Regions from separate parts of the Mus musculus genome. Here region 1 is linked to region 2. A link is a contact called in public Hi-C data. All regions are on one chromosome and are shown on one strand. The core of a region is the stretch at or near the end of the contact, and the rest is flanking DNA. Distances in the headings are between cores, read along the strand shown. Region 1 has its middle 43 kb from the start of Zbed3. Region 2 overlaps Wdr41 (WD repeat domain 41).

Region 1 (5,995 bases), core at 1,773-4,272, 260 kb before region 2:
GAATATTTTCTGAAGGCAGGAAGGATACAGGTCAATGGTGGCCAGAGGATAAGCTGTGATGGACTTCTACCGAGAACCCTGGTATCTTCATTCTCTGGTTTCACCCCTGAATGCTTTCTTCCTCTTGTGTGTGGAGGGGACTCATGACTGGCTTCTTACAAGTCAAGTTTGGCTTGGGACAAGTATGGCTGCCTGTGTGTGATTACATAAGGCCTGGCCCCATCTTTCCAGGGTGTCCTTGTTGACTGGGCTTGTAGGAGCATCTACCATGTTGTTAACCGTGATGTGAAAAGTGCTACCCAGTGAAAGGCCTATGGCAACTTCCAACAGACAACAGGGAAATGAGGTTCTCAGACTGACATCATGCAGGAATTGAATGTTCTAAGCCACAGGAGCTTGGGATCAGAGGTGACCTCAGCAAAAAGTGAAGCATACAGGTGATGTGAGAAGGGATGCAAACAGTGGACTAACACTCAAGGAATCCAGTCCAGAACTGTGCAAAGATGCATTGAAGCTTAGGTTAGCTTGTTCTGCTTTTGGCCCTATTAGTAAGGGTCTGACACAGAAGTGGGGTTTTCCATGATGGACCTAAGCACACTGACCTGCCTGGCCTTGGGAGTCAGTCTAAAAGAGAATCTGGGGCATAGTAACTAACAGTCCAGATGTCCATCTGTCCTACAAAGAGACCCAACTGACCAGAAATGAGTATTAACTAAAATGATGAATCCAGTATGGTATTAGTTTTGTTTGCAGTTTCTTTGATCAGTCTGCTTTAATAGAGAAAGGGTTTATTTAGCTAAAATTCTAAGTTATAGCCCATCACTGTGGGACAGTCAAGGAAGAATGTCCTGACAGCCACTCATATTCACAGTCAAAAGCAGAAAGAGGACGAAGTGCATACATGCATGCATGCAACTTATCTCATCTTCTTCACTCTTATACAGCTGAGGACCCAAGCCAAGGGAATGGTGCTACCCACGGTGGGCTGGGTATTCCACCAACCAACCCAACCAATACAATCCATCACAGATATGGCCACAGGCCAACCTGAGTTAGGCAATCTGCTTAATTGAGTTTTTCTTCCAACAAAACGATCACAGGTACCTAAGCATAGCATTATGTAACAGTCTACACATTTGAATGTAATTGCCTTTTATTCCTAACATTAAAATGACAATCTTCACTTTCCGCAGTTCAAGTCGCTACTGTGTGGAGAGTTCTCTTGTATGGCTTCACTAGACCATGCATCTCCATCTGTCAGTGTCGGTTGGGTTATTTCCAAGTGTTGACTGATATGCAAAGATTTACACACAAATCTTTAGGTGCTCATGGTTTTAGTCTCTTGGATAGGTTTCTAGGGACGGTTGGATAAGTGCAAGCTTAGCTTTAAATAAATAGATGTGGTGAATGATTTTCTAATTCTCCACTCACGCATTCCAGTGAGGATAGGATCTGTGGATGAATCTCATTCACTTGCAGCTAACACAGGCATCCGTCGGCTTTTCTCCCTTCTCCTCCTTCATTCTCTTCAATGCCCCCAAATTACTTACCTACAAACTGTATGTACTAAGTCACTGCTTTACAGATACCCAACCTAGAGCAGGTCATCATAGGGTTTGTTATAAGTGGGAATGCATCTATAGACAGGGAACAGAGGAGGAGCCTGACCAATAGAAGGTACAGGTATGATATAACTCAGTGGCTAAAAGCAGAGAAGCCGGCAGGGGATTCTGGGAGGACATCTGTTGGCCACATGGGACATGAGTAATAAATGAACATAGCGAGAGTGTGGGGATTGCTCCTCAACTATAGTCACTGGAATTCTCCAAGAGGCCATGAACTTCCTGTTGCAGCCAGCACAGGCATTGATTGCCTGACTGTTCCTCTCTCAGTGACACTGTCAAAAAAGACTCCTGGGAGAGCAGACCAGGTGTCCAATAAAGATAGTAGCCTGTAGTTATGAAGCCATAGACATCTTCTCATCTAAGTGTGCAGTGTGCTTTAGCATGCCCTTTTTAAGCATGAGGGAGTAAGACAAAGACAGGTTAGATAAGTAGCCAGTGTCACACAGCATGCAGGGGTAGGGCAGGCTTATTCTGTAGGGCTCCTAGATACCTTACCCTTAGTTACTGCCCTCACTGAGCCTGAGGCAGAAGTGGTATACAGATGTGGGGAAGGCTTATTTTTTTAAGATGTTAATCGGTACTTAAATGTGAAAAAGATTTCACCCTGTTTTCCAGTCTCTATTGAAAATCAGGAGAAAAATCTATTAAAACTAGCATTGCAGACTTGTAGCGTGGGGGGAGCTGAGGAACAGGGGGTGGGGATAGGGGCTTACTCAGCTGCTCTGGGAGGTTTTGAACTTGTGAGAGGTGAAAGCAGTCAATGGGAACTGAGTTGTTTTTTTGCAGAACATGGGGCTGGGCCCACCTCGGAGCTCAGTGGTTATCCAAGAAGTGACCGGCCAAGTCTGGGCCCTGTCACCCTTCCCCCCTCAACTCCCCTCAACTCATAATAACTAGAAACTGCACCACCTACACCAGACAGTCTTTTGCTTTTGTCTCAAGCAGGGTTGGGGCTTCAGGGACCTACAAATCTTGAGCCAGGCCTGAGTTCAGTAGGCACTTTTATTAACTGAAAATATTGCTTCTTTACAAACTGTGTTTGTGCCTGAATAATCAAAAAAATGTCCCCAGGCAGGTGCTTTGCTTTAGGTTAAAAACAATGGACTCTTTGAATGTCTGGGCAGCAGGGAGTGGCCAGGCAGCCTCCCCCTACCTGTTCCTTAGCAGAGAACTGGGCACAATTTCTCTCTCTCTCTCTCTCTCTCTCTCTCTCTCTCTCTCTCTCTCTCTCTCTCTCTCTCTCTCTCTCTCTCGTGTGTGTGTGTGTGTGTGTGTGTGTGTGTGTGTGTAGGCTTTGCTCCAGTGTCATCAGCAAAGCTCATTGGGAGAGGGCAAGTCTGGGGCATGGCCTGGATGATGTTATGACGCATGCAGCTAAGCCGGAGGCCACTGATCCCCTGCGGAGCCAAGCCTGTCCTCCCTCACTGGCCAGACTCCCAGGCCCGCCATTCTCTGCAGAGGGCCACCTCCCTCTCCACACAGGAAGGGGGTGAGGGCTCAGTCTGAAACCAGTGGTGGCTTGTCTCTCTCCACAAGGAAAGGAGCCATACTGTGTGTCCAGTCTTAGGAGTCCCCCATACTGAAAGAAAAGTTCCTTGCTCTCTTTTTACCTAGGGAAATAAGAGGACTATAATTTTAAAAATTGTTTAGCAATCTCATGTATTTATATAATAAAGGCAAATTATTTTCATTTTCCCTTTTTCTCGTGCCTCCCCTCCCACTTGCATGTCTTCTTTGTGTGTGTGGCTCACTGAGTTTAATTAGTTTGTTGTCCAAACGTGGGTGGGAGATTTTTTTCAGTGGAGCAAGGGCTATACCATTGAAAACACCGACACCCTTCCTTCAACTACTGTCAATTTTGGACAGTACCTTGAGGAGAGTGTGGCTTCATCATCCTCTCCTCCATCCATGGGGAGGTGTTGGTGGGCCCGCCCATTCTTTCTGTCCCCTCTTGAGAGGTTGACACAGCTGCTCATTTAAGGCAGAGTGCCCCGTCCCCCCCTCCCCCATCACTTCTCCTCATCACTGTGCTTGTGTGCCAACCTCTGCTGGTGCAGTAGGAGGTGTCTGATGGAGGCATGGGAACCTAAGCTGGGCTGAAGCGTGGGGCGGGGGCTCTCTGCAACCCTCTAACTCATGGCAAACAGGGGCGGGGGCTTTGTGCTGCTGGTGTTTGTCTGTTTGTTTTAAAGACTGTTTTGCTCTTTGGCCTTTATCTCTTGAATACTAGGATTTAAAAGAAGGATCTTATTAATACATGTTAATTATACATGATAATGGATTCATTATATTTTTATACCCATGCATAGCACATTTTATTCTAGTCTCTCTCACACGCGCGCGCGCACACATACACACACACACACACACACACACACACACACACGAGAGAGAGAGAGAGAGAGAGAGAGAGAGAGAGAGAGAGAGAGGCAGAGAGAGAGAGACAGAGAGAGAGACAGAGAGACAGAGAGAGAGGAATAAATAAGACAGAATTTTGGTGATCCAATGCATCTTATTAAGGTTGGTTATAGGACTGTGGGGAGGAGTTTGTTGATGAGAGCAGAGGCACCTCCTCTGTGGTTAAATGGTTGAAGAAAATGCCTGTCCTGTCTCAACTGTCAGCTGTGCATAAATTCTCAGAAAGGGGTGGAGCCTGGCAAGCCCCACCCCTTTGCAAGACAGGCTGCTGATGGAACCAATCTTGTGTGGGTAATCACAGCCACAGTGAGTTCCATAGTGCAAAAACCATGTTGTATTAGTCAGGGTTCTCGTATAGGGACAGAATTGATAGAATGAATATACACTTTGAAAGGGTATTCATTGGATTACCTTCCACACCATGGTCTGGGTAGTCCAGCAACTGCCGTCTCACACTGGAAGGCCAGTCCTTGTTCAAAATATGAAGCTGGATGTCTCAGCAGTCCCCCTTGAGCGCAGAAGGCCGGAGGAGTCCTGGAGAGCTGTGCTGTTTATGTCGGAAGGCCTAGGTGGTTGCTTCTAGTATCTGTGAAGGAATGCTACCGCAACAGGACAGAAGAATCTGGCAGAGAACCAGGACGCAAGCAAAACGCAAAAATCCCTTCGCCCATATCCTTTTCTTTAGGTCGCCACCAGAAAATGCTACCTATGTTTAGGGTAGGTTTTTCTCACGTGAACAATCTGATTAAGAAAATATATTGCAAAGAAGAAAGAGGTGTAGGAAGAGTAGAGAAAAGAAGGAAGAAAGAAAAAGAAAGAAAGATAGACAAAAAGAAAGGAAGAAAGGAAGGAAGGAAGGAAGGAAGGAAGGAAGGAAGAAAGAAAGAAAGAAAGAAAGAAAGAAAGAAAGAAAGAAAGAAAGAAAGAAAGAAAGAAAAGAAGAGAAAAGAAAAGAAAGAGTTAGAGGAATAGAAAAGATCATTTGTTATAGGTGTGTTACAGTTGATTCCAGATCCTGTCAAGTTGACAACCAAGGTAAGCCATCGCGCGTCACGACCGGAAGTCAGCCACCCTACTCCCACTTCCTCCATCCCTCACAGTCCTTCTGCAGCGTTCCCTGAACCTTGGGTGTGACATGGATGTTCCTTTTGCGCATGGGCATTACTCTCAGGGCTTAGAGGAGTTTTGAATCTCTGCTGAGCAGTATAAAGACAGCGTTGCTCTTCTATCAGCATAGATGTAGTTACAGGAAATTTGTTGGGCACATTGTGCCCATTTGGCTGCTGGGAATTTTAATGGTAGTGAATCTGGAGGTGCAGAGGGTTCACATGATAGGCTGTGGCCAAGAACGCTGATGGACAACCTATCATGCATGGAAGGCCAGGTAGGCCCCAGGGCAACTGCTTACTGACAAATGCCAATAGCACCCAGGGTTGAGAAATATTGTCATCAACGGAGGTGTCTGTTTGCTTTGTATTTGACTTTTTTGTTTTGTTTTGTGACAGGGTGTCATGGAGCCCAGGCTGGCCTCAAATTCACTACACAGCTGAGCATGACCTTAAATTCCTGATCTCCAAGTCTCTGTTTCCCACATTCTGGCATTATAGGTGTGAACCACAATGCCTGACAGTTTTAAAATACGTTTTAAGCTTAGATATTTAATATTTTAAAAATTATAAGCACTTAGATGTAGCTCAGTGGCACAGCATGAACTAACAAGCATGGATCCTGGGTTCCATCCCCGGCACTGCCAAAAAAAAAAACAAAAAAAACAAATTAACAATGGAAATTCATTATTTTATAGTCAGAAGAATAAAATAAGTTATTTAAAATACAGATCAATCTGCTGGAATTCATTTGAGCATTGTCTCAGTATTTATGATGCACATTATCTTTGTGCACAGTGGGCCCTCTGTTTGTATTTATGCAATGAATAAACAGCATTGTGAAAT
Region 2 (5,735 bases), core at 890-3,389:
CACCTCACAACCAGCTCACTTCAGTCCCTGAGGGTTCAATACCCTTTTCTAGTCTTCACGGGCTCTGCAGGGAAAGCAGATTCCATATGCTCAGTGGGTTCCCACTGTTGTAAAAGTAAAGCTCAAACTCGCTGGCCTTACTCTTTCAGGGTTGTTCTCTGATTAATGTCTGCCTATGGGAACCCAGTGAGTCTATCTGACCTGTCTGCTCTCTGCCACAGTGTAAGCATGAGCTAGGCCTGCCTTGCACCACACCATGCTCACCACCTGTGCTCTGCACCACAGCCACTCAGACCGAAACAAAGGTAAAAACGAGGCACTAGGCAATGTCACAGAGGAGGCAAAGACGAGCGAGACACAGCTCTGAGCAACAGGGAACGCACGGCGCCTTGGCTTTGTATCTATTAGGCTGGCAGAACCTTTGAAGCTCATCTCAAATACTCTCCCTCTGCAGACTTTGACAGAATACAGCAAGAAGTGTTTCCCTGAGCTGCCCTTTACCGGAGTCAGTCATGAGTAGCCTTGATCAACAGCTCAGTTAGGTCTTTTTCCTTCCTCTCCACAGAGGTAGAAAACCCAAGAGAACAAGGACTCCATTTTATAAAAATCTTCAGTGGCCAGTGTGGCTGCTGCTTCTAGTCATGAACACCCACCCAAACTAAAGGTAATTTGTTCCTCACGAGCTAAAACCAGGAAGAACAATTGAGGAAGTGCATTATCTTCACTGCTATCTGGTCACGCTGTAACCAGTTCCCATGGCCTCTGTACCGCCACCAATCCCTTCCTCCCTTACAAACAATAGTGCTTACTGTAAAATATTAGTGAGCTTGCAGTGCCACGAGTGAGACTCTTATGCACAGCTCCCAAACTTCACGATGCATACGGTAAGGTAGCAGGGGCCTATCAAACAGGCACTAACCAAGGGCAGATGGAGACAATATTCGGATTCTGAATTTGGTTATGATCCCTGGAACTAGAGTCTGTTGAGGCTTTTACCCTACACACAGAGCCCCAACACCGCACACTTCCTATTGATTCTTGTCAAGGTCACTAACACTGTCCTGTCATCAGCTCCCTCCTCCCATACAGTGTCCAGTAAGCCTGTCCTTAAACCAATACATTGCTTGCGTCCTCAGATCCTGTCTCTATGAAGGATGGTCCTAACTGCTTGTACTATCATTATCTTATTCGATATTCCTGTCTTGCAAAAGCCTGCAGCTGAGTGTGTGTGGGTCTTATGTAGAGCAACTGTATTCAAAAGAAGCATGGCACACGCACGAGCAAGCCCAGCCAGGCCTCCTGGAAGTACCTCGACAGACGATGAATGTCCAATGAGATCTCCGATGAGCTCCAGGGAACACGTGGTAACGTTTTCTTCCTGCTTTTTAACAGGCTGGCTGGCCTGTTTGTTTACTCTTCCAAATCCCCACATATTAAAAAATCCTACAAAAGGACATTCATTTCAGTCATTTCAAAAACTACCGTGCTCTTTCCTTACGGGAAGACAAAGTTTGAATACAATCATGTCTCACACTTGGTTTGTCGAGGGCTGAGCTGATGGCACAGGCACTGCTGGGGTCTGGGAATACATTATGTTGTGTTTTCCTAGTTCACTTAGCTTCTTCTCATCTCCTATGCTGCCCTATCCATCCACTAGTGGCAAGAAGACAGACATTGGAATGCAAGAGAAGTAAACAGCCTTGAAGGGTGTATGTAATCACCGAAAATCAGGAGAAAGGCACTTCAGGCTGGTGGGAGGTGCTTCCTGGTCATTTAGATTACATGAAAGTCACAGTTTTCTCTCAGAATATAAAACTGCAATTAATTCAGTTGAAATAATGGGACAGTTTTACACTGGCAAAAGACACTTGCTGTGAGTGTCTGATTCCTACGCAGAGCATATTCTATATGGTTCCTGTGGTTCCTCTTTACCACCTTTTGTTTTCCTGTCAAATGAGATGAGAAAGGAAGTGGAGAAGAAAGAGGGGAGAGAGGGAAGAGGAGGGAGGGAGGGAGGGAGGAGCCACAGAGGAGGGAGAGGACTGGCTTTAGTGGAGGAAGGCGCACACCTGTTGGGACTGGCTCAGCTGCCAGCTGCTGTTTTTCTCGGACCTCCCACATGCGCACAGCGCCATCTTCCGAGCATGAGATTAACTGCCTGTGAGAACAAAAGCCAAAGAGAAAAGGACCAAAGGAGAGTCTCAGGGGGCTAAGTGCTCATTGCCAAAACCATGGAAACCATCGGCCCTCCTCTGACTGCAGCCAGCTCGTGGCAAGGCCGACCGTCACAGGTTAACATGGCTTTACAGTTCAAACTGGAAGCATTTGCCAGCAAAGCACCCAGGACACTATAGGACACTGCTCAATGACAAAAAACTATCACCTCCATTTCCTATTTTTTATTTATAGGAGCTACGCGTAACGCTGCTCCGGGGCGACATCACCGGATCCTTAGCTGCCGAATCAACCCTCATTTAGGAGCCTCAGGATGTAATGGGCTTACTGTCTGATTTTAGCTGTAAACATACACCACCATAAAAAGAAACGAGTTTATAGAAAATATGAAAAAAGAAAAAATAGTACATTGTAGGTGACCGAGGCCTTTTACCTTATTAAATGACAATTTTAAATAAGCCCTTGGTGCTTCTGTAAACTTGTCATCTATTGCTACAGCTCTTTGGTTACAGTCAGTCATGGCACACTCTCTACTTGAAGAAGAATGCCAAGGTCAAGACATGGGGCCAGATAATTTGGCCACTGCAGAAATTACGCTGGTGACCCCGGGAACCGTGACTTTCATCTTTGCAGGAGAGATGGGACCAGTACCTGTTTGGAAGTTTATCGATGTGTAGGATGTTGGAATCATGTGCAGTTTTCTGGCAGGCAATCACACGCTTCAACTGTAGGTTATACACATATAACCCCCTTCCAACTGCAGCAAATATATTCTAGGCAGGGAGGGGGAAAAAGGTCAGAACTTGGCATAAAGCTCGTCTTCACTACCCAGTGTGATAGATTTCCTGCCCCTGTGTGACATCGGAAAGCCACTGTTACCTTTCCAACCTTCAGACAGAAATTACAGCCCTGCCCTCTCAAGCTCCCAATGTCAAAGCCACCAAGGAAAGGTTAGCACCTTAAGCAAGTAGGAAGAAAGCCCAATGGAGACGGCTCTGCACAGGGTGGCTCAGCCCTGCCTTCTCCTCTCTGGAGACCAGAGCTGCAGAAGCGGCGGCTGCTACCCTGGCCCTATGGAGGAAGGTGCAGAGGTGCGCCCTGGGCTTCCGCAGAGCACAGGGACCCTTGGGAATTTACTCGGCTGTTCTTGTCTGGAAATGAAGGCAAAATGACTCCCACCACACATCCTAAGCAAACACAAGGCCATACACAACCTGGAGGGGTGCATGCTGTAGTGGCACTATCCCAAAGTCAGCTGAAGAATTAAAAAGGCACTTTAAGAATTTAGAAAGTATTTTTGCTAATGCTCGCTTTACTTCAGCCTTACAGCATCTTGCTAAGTACAAAAGGAGGGCACTATTGCTACTTTCCAGATGGGCGAGTTAAAAGTGAAGAAATTGAAAGGCTGGTAAGGTGGCTCAGTGGGTAAAGGTGCCTGCTACCAAGTCTGATGACCCGAGTTCCAATCCTAGGAACCCCTGGGATGAAGAAGAGAACCAACTCTTGCAATTATCCTGACATCCACATGGGGATAAAAAGACAACGTGTGCACACACACACACACAGCACACACACAAACACACACACACACAGCACACATACACACATGCTATCTCTCTCACATACACACATGCTCTCTCTCACACACAGACACACACACACACATGCTATCTCTCTCTCATACACATGCACGCACACACACGAATATTTTTAAATTAAGGCAAAAAGAGATGGAGGAAGACACTCAGCAATGACCTTCAGCCTACAAACTCACACTCAGTGCTGGCTGCACACCGAATGCAAAATACCCACATAAACACACACACACAACACACAGGCAACATGCACACATAACACTCATGTGCACACACATGCACACACACAAGTGGCACAAAGAGTAGCACAAAGAAGAGAAAAGCACTCTTACTGCCAATGTTTAATGAAATGATAGCATGTGTAAGAGAAAGCACAGACTAAAGGGAAAGAAAGGATCCGTCAGCGCCTTGCTCCATGGCTGTGAACACTGAGAAAATAACTCCTTTAACACACGGGGCTCCCTGAGCCACCGCGGCTGAAAGGAAAGAGTTACAATTTGGGAATACACTGCTGGAGATCAGAGGCCAGGGGCAGCCGAGTGTGCAGCTATGTGTGGTGCTGGCTTTCCAGCACATGCTTCGGAAGCACTGAGGCCAGGCCCAGGAGCTGCTCTCACCCAGGCTATTAGAGCCAGCAAGGGAGACATCTCTCACCCAAGTTATTAGAGCCAGCATGCCAGCAACCTGGAAGGGAGACATCTCTCAACGTTTTAACATGCTCTCCTCTTTAGGAACTACACCAGAGTTTAAAACAAGTAAAACAGTAACCTCAAACACGATGGGGATTCCTTAATCCAGCCAAATAAGGTCTGTAATTTGCATTCTAACAATGCTCTTACATGCAAGATCAGGCTCAAGGATGAAAGGGCTTTCAAAAAAAAAGTGGTACAATCTTTGTAAGTTTGTCAAGCCATTTTAAAACTTGAAACCATAGGTAATAACCCTTCCATTGCTTTTTGTTCGGAGTGTTTGATGTGTGTGTGTGTGTGTGTGTGTGTGTGTGTGTGTGTGTGTGTGTGTTTGTGTGTGTGTATGTATGTATATGTGTGCATGTGTGTGTGGATGTGTGTGTGGATGTGTATGTGTGTGTGTGTGTGGATGTATGTGTGTGTGTGTATGTGTGTGTGTGTGTTCTCTCTACCCTATGGATCCTGTCCATTGAACTTCAGTTATAAGTGCTTTTGCACACTGAGCCCTCTCAACAACCCAGAATCATAACTTTTTATATCTAATATAGAAGGCTTTAAATACCAGATACTAATTTTATTTGCAACAATTATACTACCTACCTCTTCATCGCATGTGAAATGATTAATAGAAATATCATTTTGTTTTTGGAAGAGCTTTATTTCCTGCTGGGCATCCAGCTGTGCGGTCGGGCTCCAGAAGGTGCGCTCACAGGCCTGCACAGTCCAGTCCAGGGCATCCCAGATGAGCAGCTCGCCAACGTGGGAGCCAGTGACGAAACCTGTATCTAGGAAAAGTTCACAAATGCTCCATTACCAATCATGGTCTCTAGGCTAGAACTAAAAAATGTGTTAAGGTGACAAGCTAATCAGAAAGATTAGAGTGTCAATGTGAAGACCAGAAAGAGACTAGTTCACTTACTTAAGAGCAATAGTGCAGCTTGTATCAATAAAAATACTATCTATAATATTTGATCATCTTTTGCAGGAATAAAATTAAAGAATCATACCGAAAATGGATGCCAAAAACCTATCAATTAAGACACTGAAGGTGCTTATAGGAGTGCATAAAATAAGGTAAATAGTTCTGTGAAGAGAGTGGCTAAGGGACCTTAAAAGAAGTGGGGGAGGAGAAGACATGCAAGGAAACACCTGCTTGGCAGAGGGGGGAATTAAAACTGGGGAGAACTGGCAACTCAAATGTCAAATGGCTCATTATATTCAATGCATACAGCACTCCTGGGAACTACTAAGAAAAAGGAAACAGATGGAAGTGAAC

What was found. Hi-C and Micro-C count contacts between places; a contact is called where the count stands out from the background.
Region 1: a contact with region 2 is called in a Hi-C map of cerebral cortex, with 3 times the contacts expected there. The contact joins two enhancer-like sites. A contact is called at or near these places in 4 of 15 datasets of contacts at CTCF or cohesin (the NIH/3T3 cell line and embryonic stem cells), 78 of 484 Hi-C or Micro-C datasets (the AtT-20 cell line, B cells, Sertoli cells and 37 more), 7 of 115 datasets of contacts at active chromatin or transcription factors (astrocytes, bone marrow-derived dendritic cells, differentiating embryonic stem cells and 3 more) and 2 of 9 other capture datasets (adipose tissue and pancreatic islet).

What each region holds. Positions count from the first base shown.
Region 1 is chr13:95,279,003-95,284,997 of GRCm38.p6, reverse strand. No RefSeq gene overlaps it. Among named protein-coding and RNA genes, the nearest start is that of Zbed3, 43 kb to the left of the region's middle. Within about 2 kb of position 3,022, at least 39 of the 459 cell types and tissues checked have an H3K27ac peak or open chromatin away from gene starts, as enhancers often do. A contact at or near this core is called in cerebral cortex, where this site is marked.
Region 2 is chr13:95,014,540-95,020,274 of GRCm38.p6, reverse strand. It overlaps Wdr41 (WD repeat domain 41), which reads right to left. Exons shown (of 14, transcript NM_172590.3): 10 at 5,060-5,244; 11 at 2,827-2,948; 12 at 2,070-2,158; 13 at 1,310-1,443. Gm48350 (endochitinase A-like) reads left to right here and starts at 5,454. Exons shown (of 2, transcript XM_030247537.1): 1 at 5,454-5,533. Within about 2 kb of position 2,139, at least 41 of the 459 cell types and tissues checked have an H3K27ac peak or open chromatin away from gene starts, as enhancers often do. A contact at or near this core is called in cerebral cortex, where this site is marked.